2 separate regions of the Callithrix jacchus genome follow, and region 1 is linked to region 2. Evidence: chromatin contacts called from public Hi-C data. All regions are on one chromosome and are shown on one strand. The core of a region is the stretch at or near the end of the contact, and the rest is flanking DNA. Distances in the headings are between cores, read along the strand shown. Region 1 holds the start of TBL1XR1 (TBL1X/Y related 1). Region 2 holds the start of LOC103788701.

The links. A called contact is a pair of places that touch in the nucleus more often than the background predicts.
Region 1: a contact with region 2 is called in a Hi-C map of skeletal muscle, with 8 times the contacts expected there. The contact joins the promoter of TBL1XR1 here to the promoter of LOC103788701 in region 2. A contact is called at or near these places in 2 of 3 Hi-C or Micro-C datasets (both in skeletal muscle).

What each region holds. Positions count from the first base shown.
Region 1 is chr17:9,697,935-9,705,077 of calJac240_pri, reverse strand. TBL1XR1 (TBL1X/Y related 1) reads right to left here and starts at 3,959. Exons shown (of 14, transcript XM_035278097.3): 1 at 3,475-3,959. LOC144579870 reads right to left here. Exons shown (of 2, transcript XM_078353826.1): 2 at 4,016-4,570. The coding sequence ends at 4,338.
Region 2 is chr17:9,545,507-9,551,814 of calJac240_pri, reverse strand. LOC103788701 reads left to right here and starts at 3,560. Exons shown (of 8, transcript XM_078355020.1): 1 at 3,560-3,664; 2 at 4,373-4,442; 3 at 5,590-5,669; 4 at 6,121-6,308. The coding sequence starts at 3,560.

The sequences.
Region 1 (7,143 bases), core at 2,710-5,209, 150 kb before region 2:
TAAATGGTGCTAGGGAGTTCAGCACAATGATCTGAGTCCTGTGAATTTCTTTTACCCATTCAATCACTTGACCCAGTTAGTGGAGATGCTCAACTGTACCTCATCAACTTGATTAAAAACACAAGTTTTTGGAAAAGCCACACAGATCAAGACTAACAAAACAGCTGGGAAAATTCCACAGATGCAGCCATCTAAGACAGACCCAGGTTTGAATCCCAGTGCTCATTTAATCATTTTGTGGCCCTGAACAAGTGAATTAACTTCTTTTGCACCTCTGTTTCATCTACAAAAAGAGCCCAACACTACCTCACAGGATTAGCCTGGGGAATAAATGGCAGAGAAAGCACCTCACACCTCCTAGAGCATAGCTATGAGCACCTAGTCCCTCCCTCTCTGGCTCTCTGGTAACAAGGCAATTAACTGTACTCTTTACAGAATCCAATCTCACAGGGGTAAATAGCCAAATCTTTCCAGGATCAGATCTCTCACTGAGCCTTTTCTCTTTAAGTTTCTGTTGGTGGCAGAGCAGGAGAGGGTGCTTAAACTGAAGGATACTCAGCAATTCTTTACTCCACAGCTTTAGGGTCCTGGCCCTTCTCTTCTACCAGAATGTCTGAGCACAGAGTATAAATGTCTCATGTTCACTGCTTTCCTTTTTTGCATTTCAGTGACTTATACTGTAAATGCTATTTGTGAAATGAGTCCAATTCACATGTACTAGAAAAACACACGTTCTAGTGAGTGCCAATGTTTCTGCCATCTCTCCTCTGACTTCCTACCATTCACATTCTTCTGTTCTTTTTATATAAATGACACCAAAATTCAACAAACCCAACAAATTATTTCAACCAACTTCATCAAAATGTGTCAAGTCAGAAATTCTTTATAATAGTACTTGCTACAAATTGTAGAAGGAAGATTCCTTTGTCAGCTGCTCATCTGACAAGGTTGTATACATACTGCGCTGCCATATATGAACTGACGGATTTAATCAACAGGTTGAGGTTCAAAAGGTCTACTAATCATATTTCCTTTTATCAGTAGTCCCTATGTTTATATTATCTTCGGCCCTTTCTACATGTTGGCTTGAAAGGCTCCTAATACACGGGAAGCTGGTGTCACGGTAATCATGCGAAACCTTTAATTAGGTGTTGAGAACGCAGTATCAATTTTTACTGGACATACGTTTTAAAATGCTTAACACTTCTTTGAAGCAACTAACGCAAAAATATCTCTGCAAGGGACCACTCCATTTATCACCAATGTCACCCACATTAGTAACCACAGCTGGTATATGTTAAAAATATATATATATCTTATAAACTGATTTGGTAAGCTTTGCAACCATTTTTATGCCATTAACATGTCACTTTAAGTTCCTTAACAGTAAGAAAAACTTTTCCCAGGCGTGTTCTCATGCCCCATACAGTTTAGTATTTTGTCCTGAGGTCTGATTCTAACAACTCAAACGGCAAAAAAAAAAAAAAAATAGGAGTTATTACGACTTTAATGATTGTGATTACATACATCTCAGTGCAGGAAAGGGGTGAAAAGAACATCATATTCCAAACGAACAAGAAAACCTGGATTTACGAGCAAGAAGCCCAATCACACATCAGGCCTAACTGCTCTCAGGCAGAGTTTCTTCCTGCAGCCCCTCCCCCACAGGTAAATGCTAACTATTTCTAGAACTCTCAGCAACAATTTGGGAAGCTTGCCATCAATTCCCATGATACCACCCAACATACACCATGTTTTGGGGAGACAAAGCTGCCCTACTTCCCCCGACTATAAACTTATTAAAACTGTGAGAACATACAATCCCAGGAAGCCAGGATTACTAAAATACATCCATGTAGCATAGGTCTTATTTTAATAAAAATGAAAATGAATCACACCGGAAAACCCAAACAGTCATTTTATCTTCAATGTGTAATCGGAATCGTTTATTCAAAGTTGTTGCAGGTAAGTGGATGAAAACACCACGAGGGCCTTATTACTACCCAAACTGGCGAAGGAGCCTTTAAGGAAAAAAGGAGGGGGTAGAAGATCACTTAATTATATGAGGTGCGGAATGGAAAAACCATTCAGTCTTAAAATTCAGACTAAAAATAACCTGTCATTTTCACCCACCACATTTTATTAACAAGCTTGTTTAGATCAGCATAAGGTTCCTGTTTGCGAAACAAGAAAGTGAATAGCAAACTTTCCTAAGTCAACTGTAAATCACATAGGTACGAAAACTCCTCACCCCCGGTGCCTGCACAGGCCAAGATTTTAAGTAAACTACAGACGCTGAGAACACCCTAATTTTCAACTAGCTCCCAACATTTCTCATTTGTAATCATCAAATTATCTTAGAGACACTTAGATAACCTAACAAAGAGAGCATTTTTAAAAGCCACAACCCAAATTTTATATGAAACACACCGTTTTCACAGCCTAAATTTAATCCCGGTTGCCACTGCGAAGTGATGCCTGTTTCAGCAATTTAAGAACTTCCAAAAATACTGAACACGTTAACACATGCATGGCTTCCCTCGAGCTGCCATTTAAGATTAATATTCCACGTAAATAAAAGTCTGCTTCTGCTCAAAAAATTAAATCGGTTGCAAAGAGGAAGTTACAGAGAAACCACCCTCACAACGTGGCCTTTACACTGTCAGAAAATAGCGTGACTCTGTGCCACCCAAACTTACCAGGAAGCTGGCAATAACTTTGCTAATTCTACACTCCTGAACCCAACTTCAAAGAGCCTCCACCAAATACCTCCTTGAGAGGATAAAAAGCACTAAGTTACAAATAAACACGTCCCGGAGCAAGGCCCGGCGGCCGCGCGCCCCTCCCCCGGCCGGCGCCCCCGCCCCGGACGCGCGGCCCCAACAGCCGCCCGCAGCCCCTCGCACGCCGGCCGGGGTCGCCGCTCCCGGGCCGGGGACGCGCCCGGGGAGGGGGCATTTCCATCGCTGCCCGAGGTTTCACAAAATAGCATGCACCGAAAAGCTCCTTCTCCTCTGCTAAAAATAGGCTATAAAGGAGTCGGCCTCATGATGGCTCCTTGATTCAATTTGCTGCAAATCCTTTCCTGAAAGCCTCCCCCCTCATACACACACGCACAAAAAGGGGGTGTAGATGCACGAAGGGTGGAACGGGGGAGAAGGCCGAGGTGCACATTTTCGGGGACAACATAATTAGGGTGAGGATCCCCCGAGACCAGGAAAGGGCAGGGGTGGGCAAGCACGTGAGCATTTCAAAGAAACCTGAGGAAAACGGGGGGATGGGGGCGCCCCAAGTGCCCTCCCTGCCTTCCCCTCCCCCACGCAAGCCCAGTTCCCCCAAGGGCCAAGTTGAAAAATGCATGTTCCACTCGCGCCCATCCCCCCCGCGGCCCAGCGCCCCCGGCCGCCTCCGGCCCGCGCCCCCAGCCCAGGCCCGCGGCCTCCCCCACTCCGGGGTCCGGCCCCCAGCGCTTACCTGGAAACGGTGGCCTCCAACGCCGCTCCCCCCTCCCAGGAATGGAGGCACAAGGAAATTCCCCTCCTCGCCGCCGCCGCCACCGCCTCCAACCACCCCCAAAATAACCCCTCCGGGGGGTGAGAGGCAATTATAACCCCAGCGAGCGGAGGGCGCGGGGGATGGGCGCCGGGCGGGCGGGGGCGGGGAGCGCGGCGCGGGTCCCCAGGTGGCGAGCGGAGGTGCTCCCGCCGCGGGGGGAGGGGCGGGGGCGCACGCGGCCGGCGGCGGGGGGAGGCGGCGCGCGGGGGAAGGGCGCGAGCGGGGAGAGGAATTGAGGCAGAAGGTAAAAGCTGTTACTAAGGGAAAGAGCCAAACGGTTCGGAGCAGCCAACGGCTCAGACACTCAACACTGGGGAGAGAGGAATGGGGACCAGCCAGGCACAAATGAGCTCGCGAGGCCCGCGGCGGCGGCGGCGGCGGCGGCGGCGGCCGCGCAGCAAAACAAACCCGAGCGGCCTGCGCCGGGCGGGCGGGCGAGCGGGCGGGCGCGCGGGGGAGGGGCCGGCGGGGGAGGGGCGCCGCGGACGCGGGGAGGCGGCGGCGCGGCGGGGGGGGCTCCGGCGGCGACGCTCTCCTCCCTCCCTGCCCGCTCCGGCGGCGCTGGGGGCTGGGCGTGTGCGGCGCATTCTTTTAAAAATCGGGCGAACCCCGCGGGCGCTCGGAGGCGCCTCGGGACCCGGCCGCCCGCCCCGCCCCCACCCCACCCCACCCCACCGCCGCGGGCCGGCCTGGGCGTGCTCGGGTGTGGGCCGCTGGGCCCCGGGCGGGTGGGGGTGGGGAGGCCCGCGCCGGGGCCGGGGTGGAAACGCCGGCGAAGTTTCCTAAGGAGGCCGCGGACTCCCGCGTGTCCGGGGGGCGGCCCGGCAGCGCTGGGGGCTGGGCGCACACGCGGCAGCATGTGCGGGAGCGCGGCGCGGCATCATAAGGACGTTTGTTGTGAAAATCTCTGTGCATACCTTTGTGTGCGTAAATACATATGGTTTTCCGAAGCGTACCTGGAAAGGTGCTTTATCTGTAATAAGCGACTTTCGAAATGTGATCCAGAGCACGGGATCTGGAGAGAAAACACACGCACACAAGAAAAGGTTTTTGATACTAAACACAAAGCTGAAATTGAAGTGTTTATGCCCAAATGTACTGCGAAGCAAGCATATGGTGGTATTTATCATCTGGTGGGTCTGTTTGAAAGGTTTGGTCGATCAGTTCTTATTTCACAAAATAAAATAATGTAACTAAATGTTTACTAAATATATACCTCCACGGCGGCATCCACAGTAGAAGTTTATCCACTCTGTGTACTTTTTGCATGTGTGAAGCACAGGAAGGCGGTTTATAAGGTATAACTTAGATGAGTGACAATGTGGCAGTATGATTGAGGGAGGGTCGTTTTTAAAGAAGGGCAGCACCTCACAGGTTTTGAGGCAAATGGGTGGTAATCTTTCTAAGACTTTCAGAAAGCTGGGGTGGGGTGCTTCTTACAGCTTTGTATAAGCTCAGCACTGGAGAAGCAGCCACCCTTTTAGTTAAGATACGACTTGAAACCTTTTTGCTATTTCGGTTATTACTGCCTTCAAAGCAAAATAATGTTTGCAGCTTTCTTAAAGGTGAAGGGTACGGTTTTTATACTTTCATCACAATATTTTAAATAGGTGTCCTGATCATTTTAAAGCAACCATCTTTTCATGTCAATATCAGAAGCCTAAAGTTCTGTGTATACACACACACACGTATTAATTGAAGTAACTTGCACCAGTCTGGACTCCCGGTGGCCTAATAAGTTCAGTGATTAGACAGGTGCTTACTTAGCCAAGGTCAATGTCTCTTTTCCCCATGAGCCCTTGCTTGGCGGAGCTGCCAGAGGCCCTTCTTGAATGACACAGTGGGGCAGGGAGCAGGAAAACCATCAGAGGAAAGGGAGTGGGATTGGAAACTCCCTTCCAACCACCAGAAAGGGAGTTCAAAGCGTATCAGTGGTGTGTCCTTAGAGGTATTTTCATGTATGAAAGAGGGAATGTTGGATTAAACAATGTCACCCGATGGGAATTTAGATAACTGCAGGTTTCCAAAACACTGTGCAGAGTGTACCGGGAAACAGCGCAAAGCAAGTTTTGCAATTCAGTTGGATTCTGAAGCTGAGGCTTGTTTACCTCAGAACTAACACCTTTGAAAAGACTTTATTTCAGAATTGATGAGTATTGTAGCTTCCTTTTGTTTTTTTTTGTTGATTAATGACATGAATATCACTAATCATATCCTGTCTTCAATAAGCACACTGTCTCTAAGTTGAACCACCCAGTGAAACATATCTATTGGATTACTTGGATTGTTTTTGAAGTTTCATATTGTACCACCACAAGCAGGTCTTCTCCATACTGCAGTGACCATAAACACACTTTCAGTGAATGAGGATTTCTCAAGCATACCAGTTTTTAAAGAGTCATATTCAAAGCTGTCCACCCCACCCTTTCTCTTTCCCCTAAATGACCTCTATCCCTTACTCCACAAGGGGGGAGACACCCTCTGATCAGGCCTTCCAGCCTCAAGTTCTTACACCCTACACCAATCTGCCTCCTAAAGTTGTTCAGTGTTAGTTGAGCCTCATTACAATGATAATAAAAATGTATGCATTTGTTTATATCCCTGTAGTTGACAAGATGTTTCTGTGCGTAAATTACTGCCTTTGAATATCCTGAAGATCATTGAGGTTGGGGACTTGCACCATAAATTCATTCCAATAAAGTGTGCTTTGCTCACCACTGTTGGATCATACTAATTGAAGAGAGACCTGGAGTACTTTTAAACAAAGGTAGGGGGAGGCACCCAAATGTGGAAAGGCCTTGATTCCTCCAGCAAAGGGGGTTTGAAGTAAGATCATATTTTGATCGCTTTGATTTCTATATTCTGGAAACTATCTGAAACAACAGTGTGGCTTCAACATCAAATAATCAGAGAAATAAAGCATCACTCAAAGGTGACATGTATTGTCGTCTCACCCTGTAGCTGTCCCAACATATACAGCATAAAAGATCAGGGCTGCACCAAAATACAAGCAATGATTAGACTCACTGGGCAAGGAAAGGACAAAGAAAGAACTATTTTACTAATTTCCGGTACTTTGTCCTAATCTAAAAGTGCTATTACACTTTGAATTAAATGTCAATATGTTTCTAGAAAGGAAAGATTGTTACTAAGAAATTGTAAAGCAAAGGAATGCATGAAGAATTTCTTGGCCATGGGTGTGGTGGCTCACACCTGTAATCCTAGCACATTGGGAGGCCAAGGCAGGCAGATCATGAGGTCAGGAGACCATCCTTGCTAACATGGTGAAACCCTGTCTCTACTAAAAATAGAAAAAATTAGCCAGGCATGGGAGCATGCACCTGTAGTCCCAGCTACCGGGGAGGCTGAGGCAGGAGAATCACTCGAACCCAGGAGGCAGAGGTTGCAGTAAGCCAAGATCGCTCCACTGCACTCCAGCCTGGGCAACAGAGTGAGACTTGGTCTCAAAAAAAAAAGTTATCTTGGACTTTCTAGCTAATTACTCAATAAAGAGAAGCCTCATACCAGTACTGTTATCAGAAGTTACATATGTATCTATGTATTGTAAAATGACTAAACAAATAGTTC
Region 2 (6,308 bases), core at 2,311-4,810:
GTGGCTGCTGTGGAGTATCGGTGAGAAGATCAGTTGGGAAGCTGTTGCAATAACCAGGAGAGAAGCTATTGCAGTAACAAGTCTAATGGTTTAGACTAGCAGTGGAGATGTAAGAGGCAGTCAGATTAGGGATCTATTTTAACATTCCAGCGGTAGGGTTTGAGTGTGGAGTGTTCCAGTATTCAGAGGACAGAAAATGGGCGCAGCAAAGGAATTAGCAAGGAGATTGAGAAGGTGCAGTCAGTGAGGGAGGAGAACAATCAATAGAGCAGCATCCCGGATACCAAGTGCGGAAAGTGATTCGGGAAGGAACTGTAATTAACTAAATCAGATGCGTTCAGGCATGGTGGCTCATGCCTGTAATCCCAGCACTCTGGGAGGCTGAGGCGGGAAGATCATGAGGTCAGGTGTTCAAGAGCAGCCTGGCCAATATGGTGAAACCCCGTCTCTACTAATAATACAAAAATTAGCCGGGCGTGGTGGCACATGCCTGTGGTCCCAGCTACTCAGAAGGCTGAGGCAAGAGAATAGCTTGATCTCGGGAGGCAGAGGTTGCAGTGAGCTGAGATTGAGCCACTGCACACCAGCCTGGGCGACAGAGCAAAACATTGTCTCAAACAAAACAAAACAAAACAAAAACAACAGCAACAAAAAAATTGTATCATATGCTGCAGATAAGTTAATAGGATGAGGCTAAAAACTGACCACTGGACTTGGCAATATGGAGGTTATTTATTTATTTTTTGAGACGAGGTCTTGCTCTGTTGCACAGGCTGGAGTGCAGTGACATGATCTCAGCTCACTACAACCTCTGCCTCTCGGGTTCAAGTGATTCTCTTGCCTCAGCCTCCCCAGTAGCTCGGATTATAGGTGCATGCCACCACGCCCGGCTAATTTTTGTATTTTTAGTAGAGACAGGGTTTCACCATGTTGGCCAGGTTGGTCTTGAACTCCTGACTTCAAGTAATCTGCCTGCCTTGGCCTCCCAAAGTGCTGGGATTACAGGTATGAGCCACTGTGCCTGGCCAGAGGTTATTATTAACCTTAAGAAGAGCACTTTTGGCTGAGTGGTGGGGGAACATGCCTGCCTGGCAAGAAGTAGAGAAGAAAAAGGGAGAAGAGGAATGATCAAAGTGAGCCTAGATAACCCTTCAGAGCATTGCTTAGCTAGCAGAGCAATGAGGCAGCAGCTGTAGGGGCAGTGGGGTCAAGAGAGACTTCCCTGAACACATACCTTTGTGCCTTTCGGAAATGCCTTTCTCCTCATTCACCTGGTGAACTTCCACGTTTTCTTGAGGAGTTAACTCAGGCATGTCTGTACTGACCTCTCTCTACTATCTGCACTGATTCATCAAAAAAGACTTACTGTGTACCTGTTATGAAAGGCTCTAGTCAATGAACTCATTAATGAACAATGAGCCAGCCTGATAAGATCTCTCTCCGCTTTCCTGGAGATTATGTTCCAATGGGAAGACAGGGAAGACGGAAATAAACAAACAGGTGGAAGAACTGATTACTGTAGATTATGGTAGCTGGGTGCCAGCCATAAACTGAGTGTGTGATGGAATGTGAGATGTAGGGGTCATGGAAGGCCTTTCTAGGGGGCTGACCACTGAACTGAAACCTGAAGGATGCTGCCATGCAATGCATGTTTGTGTCCCTACCAGATTCCTATACTGAAGCTCCAAACCCTGATGTGATGGTATTTGGAGGTGGGGTCATGGGGTCTTTGGAGGTGATTAGGTCATGAGGGTGACACTCTCATAAATAGTCTTAGTGCCTTTATAAGAAGAGACATGGCAGGGTGTGGTGGCTCACACTTGTAATCCCAGCACTTTGGGAGGCCGAGGTGGGCGGATCACAAGGTCAAGAGATTGAGACCATCCTGGTCGACATGTGAAACCCTGTCTCTACTAAAAATACGAAAATTAGCTGTTTGTAGTGGCATGTGCCTGTAGTCCCAGCTACTTGGAAGTCTGAGGCAGGAGAATCACGTGAACCCAGGAGGCAGAGGCAGAGGTTGCAGTTGAGTCGAGATTGTGCCACTGCACTGCAGCCTGGGCGACAATGAGACTGTCTTAAAAAAAAAAAAGAGAGATATGAGGCGAGGTGTGGTGGCCCACGCCTGTAATCCCAATGCTTTGGGAGGCTGAGGTGGGCAGATCACAAGATCAGGAGTTTGAGGCCTGGCCAAGATGGTGAACTCCGTCTCTAGTAAAAATACAAAAATTAGCTGGGTGTGGTGGTGCGTGCCTGTAATCCCAGCTACTCAGGAGGCTGAGGCAGGAGAATCACTTGAACCCAGGAGGTGGAGGTTGCAGTAAACTGAGATTGTGCCATTGCACTCCAGCCTGGGCAATGAAGTGAGACTCTGCCTTCAAAAAAAAAAAAAAAAGACATAAGAAAGATGGTTTCTCTCTCTACTATGTGAGGATATAGCAAGATGTTCACCTACAAATCAGGAAGAAGGCTCTAACCAGGAACTGAATTTGCTAGCTGTGGCCTTGGACTTCCCAACCTCTAGAACTGTGAGAAATAAATTTCTGTTGTTGGCCAGGTGTGGTGGCTCATGCTTGTAATCCCAGCACTTTGGGAGGCCCAGGCAGGCAGATCACAAGGTTAGGAGTTCAAGACCAGCCTGGCCAAGATGGTGAAACCCTGTCTCTAGTCAAAATACAAAAATTAGCTGGGCATGGTGGTGTGTGCCTGTAATCCCAGCTACTTGGGAGACTGAGGCAGGAGAATTGCTTGAACTGGGACATGGGAGGCAGAGGTTGCAGTGAGCCGAGATTGAGCCACTGCACTCCAGCCTGGGCTATAGAGTAAGACTCCCTCTCAAAAAAAAATTCTATTGTTTAAGCCACCTGTTTGTGATTGTATCAGGCTGCTTTTGCATTGTTATAAAGAAATACCTGAGGCTGGGTAAATTGTAAAGAAAAGAAGTTTAATTGGAACCTGGTTGTGAGACAGTACAGGACACGTGGTGTTGGCATCTGCTCTTGGGAAGGTCTCAGGAAGCTTACAATCATGGTAGAAGGTGAAGGGGGAGCAGGCATGTCACATGGTGAGAACGGGAGCAAGAGTGCAGGGAGGTGCCACACACTTTTAAACAACCAGGTCTCCTGAGAACTTACTATTGTGAGAATAGCACCAAGAAATTCATGAGTGATCTGCCCCCGTGATCCAAACACCTCCCACAAGCCCACCTCCAACTCTGGTGGATTACCATTCAATGGGAGATTTGGAGGAGACAAATACCCAAACCATATCAATGGTATTTTTGTTCTAGCGCCTTAACTGTCTTAAGACAGATATAGAGGAGCCAGGTCAGGAAGGGCCAGTCTTCCAGGCAGGGGGAACCAACTGAGCAGAGGCCTTAGTGGAAAGAAGTGAAGTGGTGGAAGAAGAGAAAAGGGTCTCCAGTGGTAGCGGTGGCCTCAACTGGGGGAAGGTGGAGGGAAGGAATAAAGGGAGCAAATGACAGAAGGCATGGGAGGCCTAGACAAGGAGTTTCAGTAGTGCTCGAAGTGTGCTGGGGTTCCGGCAGAGGTTCTGGCCCATGAGCCGTGGAGAGATGCGACGTCTTTGCTGCATGGTGGCAGTGGAGATGGAGGAGTGCATGCAGACAGACAATTCTGGAGGGAAACCAGCTGATGGACTGGGGGTAGTGAATGACAGAAGGGAACAAATCACGCCTGGAATCCCAGCACTTTGGGAGGCTGAGGTGGACAGATTACCTGAGGACAAGAGTTTGGGACTAGCCTAACCAACCTGGGGAAACCCCATCTTTACTAAAAATATAAAAATTAGCTGGGTGTGGTGGTGGGCACCTGTCATCCCAGCTACTGAGGAGGCTAAGGCTTGAGAATCCTTTGAACCTGGGAGGCAGAGGCTACACTGAGCCAAGATCATGCCACTGCACTCCGGCCTGGGCAACTGAGCAAGACTCTGTCTCAAAAATAAATAAATTGATTAAAAAAAAAAAAATATATATATATATATATCAGGAATCACCTCTTTGTCATGAGCAGCCAGGTGGATGTGATATGGTACCATTATCTGGAAGTGAAAGATATCTAGAAAGAAGGAGAATTAGGCATGAAGACAGGGAATAAGTGGGGGTGGGGAATAGACAACTGCTTGGAAGACAAGAAAGTAACATCAGAGAAGTCTCCAGATAAAGTGTTTCCAGTAGTTGGAAAGTCACGAGGTAAAATGCCGCCGAGAGATGGCAAGGGGATGGCGTGGAGAAATCACTCTTCCGGCGCCCTCAAAGCTGCTTCTTCTCTGCCTTTCTCCTTCATTATTTGATAAATTGCAAGAGGGTTTGGGCCTCCTTTTAAATTCACCTTTATCTCTCTGGGCTCAACAGGGTGCCTTAGGAACAGAGGAGACTGCACAGTTCTGGACTGAAAATAACACTGGCAAGGAAACGCCCCAAGGTACTGTCAGCTGCCAGATGCCAGAGGGAGATCGAAGGGCTTAGACTGCTCCCTAAAAAGCCCTACCCAGAAGCGGCGTGTCACAGGCTCAACCCAGGGCCTTATAGGCTGCAAACTGCTCTGTCTTCTCTGAGCTAGAAAGGGTGTTCAGATAAGGCAGGGTGGGACCCTGTCTCATGAACACACAATTAGCCGGCTTTTGTCTTTGAATCTGACTGGAAGTGACTCATGGGCTGGAAAAAAACCCTTTGGAAACAAATGAGGGGGGAAAAAAAAGAGGGTAAGCCACGACTGCATTCTACTCTCAGATAAAATGCTGATCTCCTGTCCTATAAATGTGGAATAGTGTACATTTCCTCAGCCTCCCTCCAACAAAGGCCCAGGGGAAATTATTAAGCCTGACGATTCACTCACTTTCTCCAAAAATTTTATTAAATGCAATTTAGAGGGGATAAAGTTTCTTCTCTTTTCTCTTTCTAGTCTCTTGAATAAGCCCTGATTACCACCAGGGTACAATAAATGGGTTTCTAGAAGGCTGCGGCAATTGGTGATGCTTTCCCTTTAAATTAACCAGTTGAAGTTAACCACTTTCAGCAGCCACCAGGGCACTTCCTGTCCACTCACAACTTGCTCAGTGCGATCTGAAGAGCATGTATTGAGCACCTTGTTACGGGGCACTGGCCTGTACTGTGGAGGATAAAAGACGTCTCTAGGGGTTTATGATAGGGGATGGGGAGCTTGTCTTGATCTCAGCTGACATACTGTGTAAATTAATCTAGTAAAGGCCATGGTGGGATTTTTGGATTACAAGCAACAAAAACACAAACTAAGTTAAACAGTAAGAATTTGTTGTTAAAAATAATGGGTTGTCACAAGGAACCGGGGGCAGGCGGGGCTGTAGCAGGGACCCCGGAACCGGTGCTGCCAGTGACATCAGACTCTTGCTGGCCTCGGCCCTCTCCCCCAGACTGGCTGGCTCTGGCTCTACCTCTGTCTTTTGCTAGATCTCTATCTGTTTCTGTCCCTGTCCCTATCATGAGTTCTGCCTTCAGACTGGCCTCTCCTCTCCTGACCCTGGGAAACATGGGCATGCATTATAACATCTTGCCGTTTTAGCCCTGGGGAGAAACTGACTTTTTACTTCCAGTTTCAAAATTTCCCAAGAAGGCTTCTGATTGGACTCAAATATGTCAGGTCTTCCCGCTGGGACCAATCCCCTGTGGCAAGGTGGGGGAGGGAAATTTGAGAAGGGCTGTGAATGGTCAAGCTTAGGTCAGAGGTACAGTTTCCACCTCCCCGCCCCCACCCACCCCCACCCCCACCCCGTCAACAAAACAGTTCTGCCCTGTTAGCCTGTGGGTGTGGGTGAAGGTGGAAGTGGGTTGGAAGAGGCTGCGGGCTCTACAGAGCCGGGAGGGTAGGGGGAAGGGCTGAATTTAGGAAACAATGGGTCTAGCACTTTTGCTGACCGTTTTCAGAAAACCACAGGGGCTCTGAGCCGAGTGGAACTTGACTCTGGAAGGCGAGCGCCTACCTTAAAAAGGGGGTCTTATGAAATCTGAGTTTCACTTAATCCTCAGAACCACGATTGAGGCGCTTGTTCCTACTCCCATTTTAAGACGCGGGCTGCAGAGAGGGCAAGCACCCTCTCCACACTCAGAGCGAACACGACGGGTAGGGCTCAAGTCCAGGAGGTTCCCAAGCCCCCGTGCCGTTGGTGCCACGCGGTGCTCCCACCCAGCCCACTCCGCGGGAGAAAAACTACAGGCCTCGGAGGAGGAGCCGCTCCTCACAGTTGGGTGGGGCAGAGGCCGGCGCGAGGCCTTGCTCGCTGGAGGATTTCCGCAGGCCTGAAACAGGCAGGAC